Linked DNA regions of Mus musculus: region 1 is linked to region 2. The links are chromatin contacts, called in public HiChIP or PLAC-seq maps. All regions are on one chromosome and are shown on one strand. The core of a region is the stretch at or near the end of the contact, and the rest is flanking DNA. Distances in the headings are between cores, read along the strand shown. Region 1 has its middle 4.3 kb from the start of Mir296. Region 2 overlaps Pmepa1 (prostate transmembrane protein, androgen induced 1).

What was found. HiChIP or PLAC-seq counts read pairs in DNA pulled down with a chosen protein or histone mark.
Region 1: a contact with region 2 is called in an H3K27ac HiChIP or PLAC-seq map of trophoblast stem cells, with 4 times the contacts expected there. The contact joins two enhancer-like sites. A contact is called at or near these places in 2 of 115 datasets of contacts at active chromatin or transcription factors (embryonic forebrain and trophoblast stem cells).

The regions. Positions count from the first base shown.
Region 1 is chr2:174,261,083-174,264,549 of GRCm38.p6, reverse strand. No RefSeq gene overlaps it. Among named protein-coding and RNA genes, the nearest start is that of Mir296, 4.3 kb to the left of the region's middle. Within about 2 kb of position 1,274, at least 28 of the 459 cell types and tissues checked have an H3K27ac peak or open chromatin away from gene starts, as enhancers often do. A contact at or near this core is called in trophoblast stem cells, where this site is marked.
Region 2 is chr2:173,262,437-173,265,706 of GRCm38.p6, reverse strand. The region is part of intron 1 of Pmepa1 (prostate transmembrane protein, androgen induced 1); the gene reads left to right. Among named protein-coding and RNA genes, the nearest start is that of Pmepa1, 12 kb to the left of the region's middle. Within about 2 kb of position 1,901, at least 111 of the 459 cell types and tissues checked have an H3K27ac peak or open chromatin away from gene starts, as enhancers often do. A contact at or near this core is called in trophoblast stem cells, where this site is marked.

The DNA.
Region 1 (3,467 bases), core at 25-2,524, 1.0 Mb before region 2:
AAAGCAGGGAATTTGGAGAGGATCAAGTTTTCTCGGGGTATGAATGGGACAGGGCGGGGTGTTGTGACGTGATCCAGTGATCAGAGAAAGGCTGTCTTCTGAGCACCTAGCAAAACATGAGCAGAACTGGCAAGGGCGTGGTAGCTCAAGGCCATTATTCCAATGTGTCCGTAGAATCCATTATAATACACATCTCCATATATGTAAACTTATAGCCCAACTCTCCAGAGCTGTATAGTCAGGCCAGCCAAATAGGTGTCGCTCCTTCCAAGTGAGATGGGCACCATCATGAACAGTAAAGGGGCCTCATGAGGCCTGTTGCCTGGTTCCCCAGGAGCGAGCATCCCCATGAGCCTTAGAAAGAGCCAATGCAGAGGTGGAAACCTCCGCTGAGCCTAGGAACATTCAGGATGAAGCAGGGTTTGCAGCCACACGGTAATATGTGCACGCATGGCGAACTTGGCTATACACGCAACAGCATCTTCATGTGAGCACAACAATGACAGAACAGCTGATGTTCCCTCACTAGGCCATTGTGTTTTGGGTAAGAAGAGAGAGTCTAGTACCTCGATGTGGAGCCATGGGGAGGAAGGGCCCTGATGAGGTGTTGAGACGAATCAATGTGCAAGAGCCCTGATGGGCAGTAGGCAAGTCTGAAGGCTCTGATGAGTCTGGGCACTGGGCGTGGCAATGCTGATAGACTGGGATGTTTCTGGGAAAGGCTGTGGTTGCCTCTAACAGGAGAACCTATATGTTCAGAAGGTCAGCCAGGGGCCATCCAGCAGAGCTCACCCCATCTGAGGGCTATGAGCCTGCCCATTGGCAATGTTTCCCACAAGCAGAGGAAAGCCTAGATCACTTGGCAGACGGATCTCAGAGGAGGCCTTGTTTGCCCAAAATACCTCCCTATACTCCCCCGAAATTCTTCACTTTCTCGAAAGGCAGAATGTTCATGTAATTTGAGGTGATTCTGGGTTGATGCCACCCTCTGAGAGAACAAATGTGCCCGAGTACCAGGCATTGGCACCTGCCTGCAAATGGAGCCATCTGTGGTCTGTGCCTTCACACCTAGGGAACATCTGTGCCCACAGGTCAGCAGAAAGGGGGGTCCTCAGCCTGTTGCCAAGGACCAGAGTGTTCAAGGCAGGGGGAGGGTGGGAGTGATGTAACCACCTAAGCTTCCCTAGAGCAAACTCCTCCAGGACAGGTTCCTAGGAAGGCTGGAGGAGGGGCAGAGAAGCCAGAGCCATCCCTCTTCCTGGATGGTGAGTCACTCTCTACTCTGCTAGGGCAAACAGCCCACAAGACTATGTCACCCATTGCCGTTCTTGCTCTGGGCCCCCAAGGTACAGCAAGGACAAGGTAGACATGGGTCTGTAGTGGAGAGTCCTGGAAGAGTGTGTAGAAGGGGCTTCTTAGAGGAAGAGCCATGTTAGTGGGGACAGGAAGTACATACAGCATGAGAAGAAGGCTTAGATCCCACAGAGCTGTCTTTACCCCGAGCTTGGATATTTACCAGGGATGGGGATGGGGCCACTGCATATTTCTCAGTCTACAATCTGGAAAGTTCTCTGGAGACAGCTAATTGAAGTCAAAATAGAAACCAGGACTCAGCAGGGGCTGATGGGACTGTCCTGGAGTGGTGTCACTACTTCACCCATGGAGGAGGTGACAGGGAGAGAATGGGATTCGTCCCACAGTCATGGTGGCTGAGCTCCTCTGGCTTAGGGCTGTGAGACACAGAGAGGGAGAGCAGGTGTGATGTGTAGGCCATCAGGCGGGTGGTTTAATGGATGCATCCCCAGACCCACGGATGGACGATGTTCACCTCAGTCCCTAAAGAACGTCAGTGCTCCAGAAGCGCGGAGCAGGGGGAGCTCCAGGCGGGCATGATGGGCTGATGCTGGAAGTTCAAAAAACAAATCACCCCCACCCCAATATCTGGTTCTGGGCAGTCGTGTGAGATGGTCTCAATACAACTGTGGACAAAGCTAGGGGTACGCAGTCCTTGGGGTGTTGCCAGGCTGATGGCGAGATCACTGTTGGCCAGAGAACCTCAGATGTGTAGGTGGCATCAGCAAAGGGAGCAGAGACCTCAGGGAGCCCTAGGCCCTCCGGGGCAGAGGGAAAGTGAGGGGCAGGGGAAGAGACAGACTTTCAGGGCTTGTAGGTCCCTGGGGAACATGGGTCAAGGGGGACTCTGACATCTTAGGAGGATTAGGGCATCATTATGCCATGGACAAGGAAATGGGGCTATGGCCTGCTGAGGGGTCACTCTCTAGGTTTGTCCTTTGGGACCAGGGAAGGGATTGTTTCTTCTCATGGAAAACACACACACACACACACACACACACACACGCACGCCGCCACCACCACCACTACCCAACACAACTGTTAGGTCAGAAAGCTTCCCAGAGCCACCCAAGGGTGCAATGGGGTATGTGTGGAGATGGGGGCAGGCTGCGAAAGGGGCCAGAAAGAGAGGCTTCCAGGGCCCCTCTTTTTCCAGCAGCAGTTGAAAAACTTGGCTTCCTTCGTGAAAATCCAATAAAATCAGCCTGTGACTCACCTCTCCCATCCCCTGTTGTTTTTCAGCTCTCCAACAGGTCTCACGAATTTGTCTCTCTTTTTTTTTTCACCCCTGTTCTAAAATATCTGAAGCTCAAAAGATGGCAAGGTTTATATGGAATAAAAACAAAACAAAAAACAAACAAACAAACAATCTCCCCCTCTACCTCCATCCCAATCTTAGCCTACAGGATTAAAGCAGACTTTCTTTACTTCTGTTTCCCAAAGAATTCAATTAAAACCAAACCTCAAACAGCCCAGCACTCCTCACTGACCTGGGCTGAAAGGTTGAAACACCCTAAGGCTTTCTCCTCCCTTCCCTTCCCCACCCCTGCCCCCACCCCCACAAAGCATCCTGGGATGCTATCAGCAGTCTATTGTACAGGCAGGCATTCTTTGATCAGTCTCCTTCCCCCTTTGTAGGGCTGGAAACTGAGGCTGAGGAAAGACAATGTACTTAAAGCTCTTGGCTAATCTTCCATATTGAAATGCAAAGGGTAGTGGGGGCATGGTGGGGCACGCACTTGCAGGCATACACACACCCTTAATTCCAGCACTTAGGAAGCAGATGCAGGCAAAATTCAGAGTTTGAGGCTAGCCTCTTCCATCTGTCTGAAAGAATTGAAAAGAAGAAAGGAAAAAAACAAAACAAAACAACAACGAAATAACCCCAACAACAACAACTTGGAACTTAGACCTTTTTCTGGTTCTGGGGTAATTTTGCTCTTCCCAAAGAACGTGTGGCAATATCTAGAGACAGCTTTTAGTTGTCACAGTTGAGCCTGGTTCCCTGGAGGAGTTAAGGAGACTGTTCAATATCTTGCAAAGGACTGGACAAACACCCTAAAGGACTACTCAGCCATGGCACATCAACTGTTGAGAACAGAGTCACCACCCCA
Region 2 (3,270 bases), core at 652-3,151:
ATTAAGTACTCCACTTGCTGCTCGTGTCAGACATTGCTAATCGATTGCAGCATCCTCTTGCTGGGCTCGGATCCTTACCCAAGTGGTGTTCCTGGTGTGTTCGGAGTGGGTTGGAGCACTGGTTGACTTGTGGCGCTCCAGGGCGGTGTAGAGCTGTAGAGGCTATGGAGCACTGACAGGGAGAGGGATTGTTCCCACTAGAAGGCACCAGGCCCTCTGACTGGCTTCTCCTTGTCAATGTAGAGTGTCCTGGGCTGCTTAACAGGTCACAGACTGTTCTTTGCTGAGTCCCTGAGCTGCAGGTGACACAGCCCTCCCCTCAGTTCTCAGGTCTTCCAGACCCCCAATATTTATTAGAGACCTGTTCCAAGGTGACATGGACTAAAACACAGAGTGCGACATTCCCCTAGTGACACTTTGTCTTTCTATAAGATCAGCATCCTGCACCCCAGTCCAGATAGAAGCTTCTGTTTTATCTTGCCTGCTTCTTCCACAGATGTCTTGAGTTGTAGCCTCAGCACCTTTATACTCTAGAGGAAAACACGGGGGCTTTTCTCTGGAATAGAGATGCTTCAGAAATAAGAGCAGAAGGGGGGAGATTTGGTCCTGACTGACACCTCACAGCTCTGTCTGCTTGGAGGTTGTTCTGGGCACTCCCCCACAGCGAGTGGTGGCTTTTTAAACCCTAGCAGTGGCAGGTGCTCACAGCGCGCTTGGCACGCCCCGCCTCATTAATCCTCATGGCAACCTCAGTGCACACGAGGAGGCGGAGCCAAGTCACTTGCCAAAGATCACTCAGCACACAGTTGCAAGGCAGATTTGAACTTGGGCTGAGGGATCCTGGAGTGTGGGCTTAGCTTGCCCAGGCAGAGCCAAGCCTTAGAGCCACCTGTCATGGTGTCAGGGGTGTGTCTGATTTGAGGCCTCTCTCCACCTCTGGCCTCTCAGACTTCTCCAGCTGGGTCTCTGTGTGTGTGTGTGTATCCCTTTTGGCCGGCTGGGAAGCCTTCCCCTTCTGCCACGCCCTTCCAAGAAGGGTCACCGGGCCAGCGGGCAGTGATCCCCATGGCTCTGAGCAGGAGAGAACAGGAACGGTCTGGTGTTGGGTTGCAACTGAAGGAAAAGGGGTCACTGTGACCCACAGGTGCTAGGACAGAGCTGAGAGGGAATCACCACCCCAAGGAGCAGGCGGGCAGGGTGCTGATGAGCCTATCCTAAAAATTCTGGAGCTAGGCAGAAGCAGGACCCAAGTCCAGGCTTTAGCTGCCCCCCGCCCACCACCACCTCTTCTCTCCCTTTTTCTTAGGTTCCTTCTCTGTCAGAGGACTTGAAAGGTTCTCTTGCAGACTAAACTCCTCCAGGGTGAGGTAAGGGACAACAAGGGTTGCAGCCTGAGCCTCTCCACCCTAAGTCATTAAGTTCTGCAGATTTCGTGTCTCTCAAGCCTCCCCCCCAACCAACCCCCGCCCATCCCCAGAAGCCGATGTGCTGTGGGTTCTGTGGTCCTACACACAGCCCCTGGCTTGTCAGCCCTTTGACATGGCCTGGTGACTTTGAGACCGCAGTACTGGAATGTGGGTAACCCAAGGAGCAGCCAGTTCAGCAGAAGAGCTGCCTGGACCAGGCTGGGCCCCCAGGGAATGGGCTCAGTAGAATTCCAGATGAGAGGCACTTTGCAACCTGCGTCTGAGCCTCATGTCTCAGGCCAAGGCCTCCAGCTGGGTCTCAGCCTGGGAGACTCACAGGACAGGGCCTGTCGTCGCAGTAGGTTTGGCATTTCTGGGAGTGTTGTGGCTCCAAAGCCACTGCTGGCAGGCCAGAGCGCCTCTGTCTGTACCCGTCTCACCTGGCCTGCCTGCCTCCACGGGGAAGGAGGGTGTGGGTGACCCCAGACAGATGTGAGTCATGTCTTGAGGAAGCGGTTACTCAGAGGTGGTGAACTCAGAGAGCTGCTGTGCTCCCAGACAGCCTAGACCACAGGCTGGAGCTGCCTGTCTTGTGGGGGTTGGGCTGCCTCATGGCTGTCCAAGTGGAGAGTCCAAAGACCCAGGAGTGAGTGAGTCTCCTCCTCCTCTCTACTCCACTGTTCTCTGAGGAAGAAATGACAGCAGCAGTAGCCTAGACTCCACATGGCCTCAAACTTCAACCCATCATCTGTGAAATGGACATTGTAGGACATTTGCCTCCCCTCCTCCCTCTCCCCCCATCCATAGGGCCGTGTAGACAGCATGCTGCTTGTTTCCTTGATGTGCTCAGTGCCTGCCGTATGCAAGGCATAGTGTTACATGCTACCCCGACAGTGCCCCCTAAATCCATTTTACAGATGGGAAGACTGAGGCTCGGGGAGAAGGGCAGCTGGCTACTGATTGGCTGGACTGGGTTCAGAAGCTTTCAGGTATCCACCCTATCAAGAAAGTCCCCCAGGGGCCTTCAGAGACATGATAGCCCTGTCCCTAGAAAAGCTTTTACGCAGTACAAGGAGGACTGCCTAGTGTTTGACAGACCTGTGCTCTGGGAGATGCTTGTCAAACACGGCCCACGCAGCACTGACTTTGTGAGGCTTGGTGTTTAAAGGGAAGGCTAAAGGGTAAAAGCGAGTTGGAGAGCTGGAGGTGTGGCTCAGTGGTAGAGCACTTGCCCGGTGTACGTACGGTCCTGAGTTCAGTTCCCAGCACTGAAAGAATGGATCTAATTGTGTTAGTGACTGTAGCTCAGTAGCAAGCGCTCGGCTAGCACATAGGAAGGCCCAGGTTTCATCCCCAGCCCTGCATAAACTGGGCGTGGTGTAGCAGCGTGCACCTCATACCCTACTGATCGGGAGGTGAGGGTCATCCTCCGCTACATATAGGGAGTTTGAGGCTAGCCTGGGCTATGTGAGGCCAGGTCTCAAAATAAAACAACAGCAGCAGCCAAACAACCAAGTAGTCGTGAACTGTTTTATCCAGCTGGGAAATATTAAGCAATTTTAATCCCTTTCATAGGGTATTTGGAAATAGCAAATGTTGGGAAGGCTGTGCGTGAGTGACATCTGGAAGCCGTGTCCAGGATGCCAACCCCTCTCCCCTACACTAAGCTCAGCACATGGGAAGCAGAGGCAGGCACATCTCTGGTTCAAGGCCAATTGGAGCTACATAGATAAACCCTGTCTTAAACCACTGCACCATTGCAAAATCAGGGCTCCCCGGAAGAGCCTCTGAAAAAGGAAGGTAGCATCACTATTTATCCTTCTGAGGTCACTCCCATTAGAGTCAAGGTCACCAGGTCAGACCC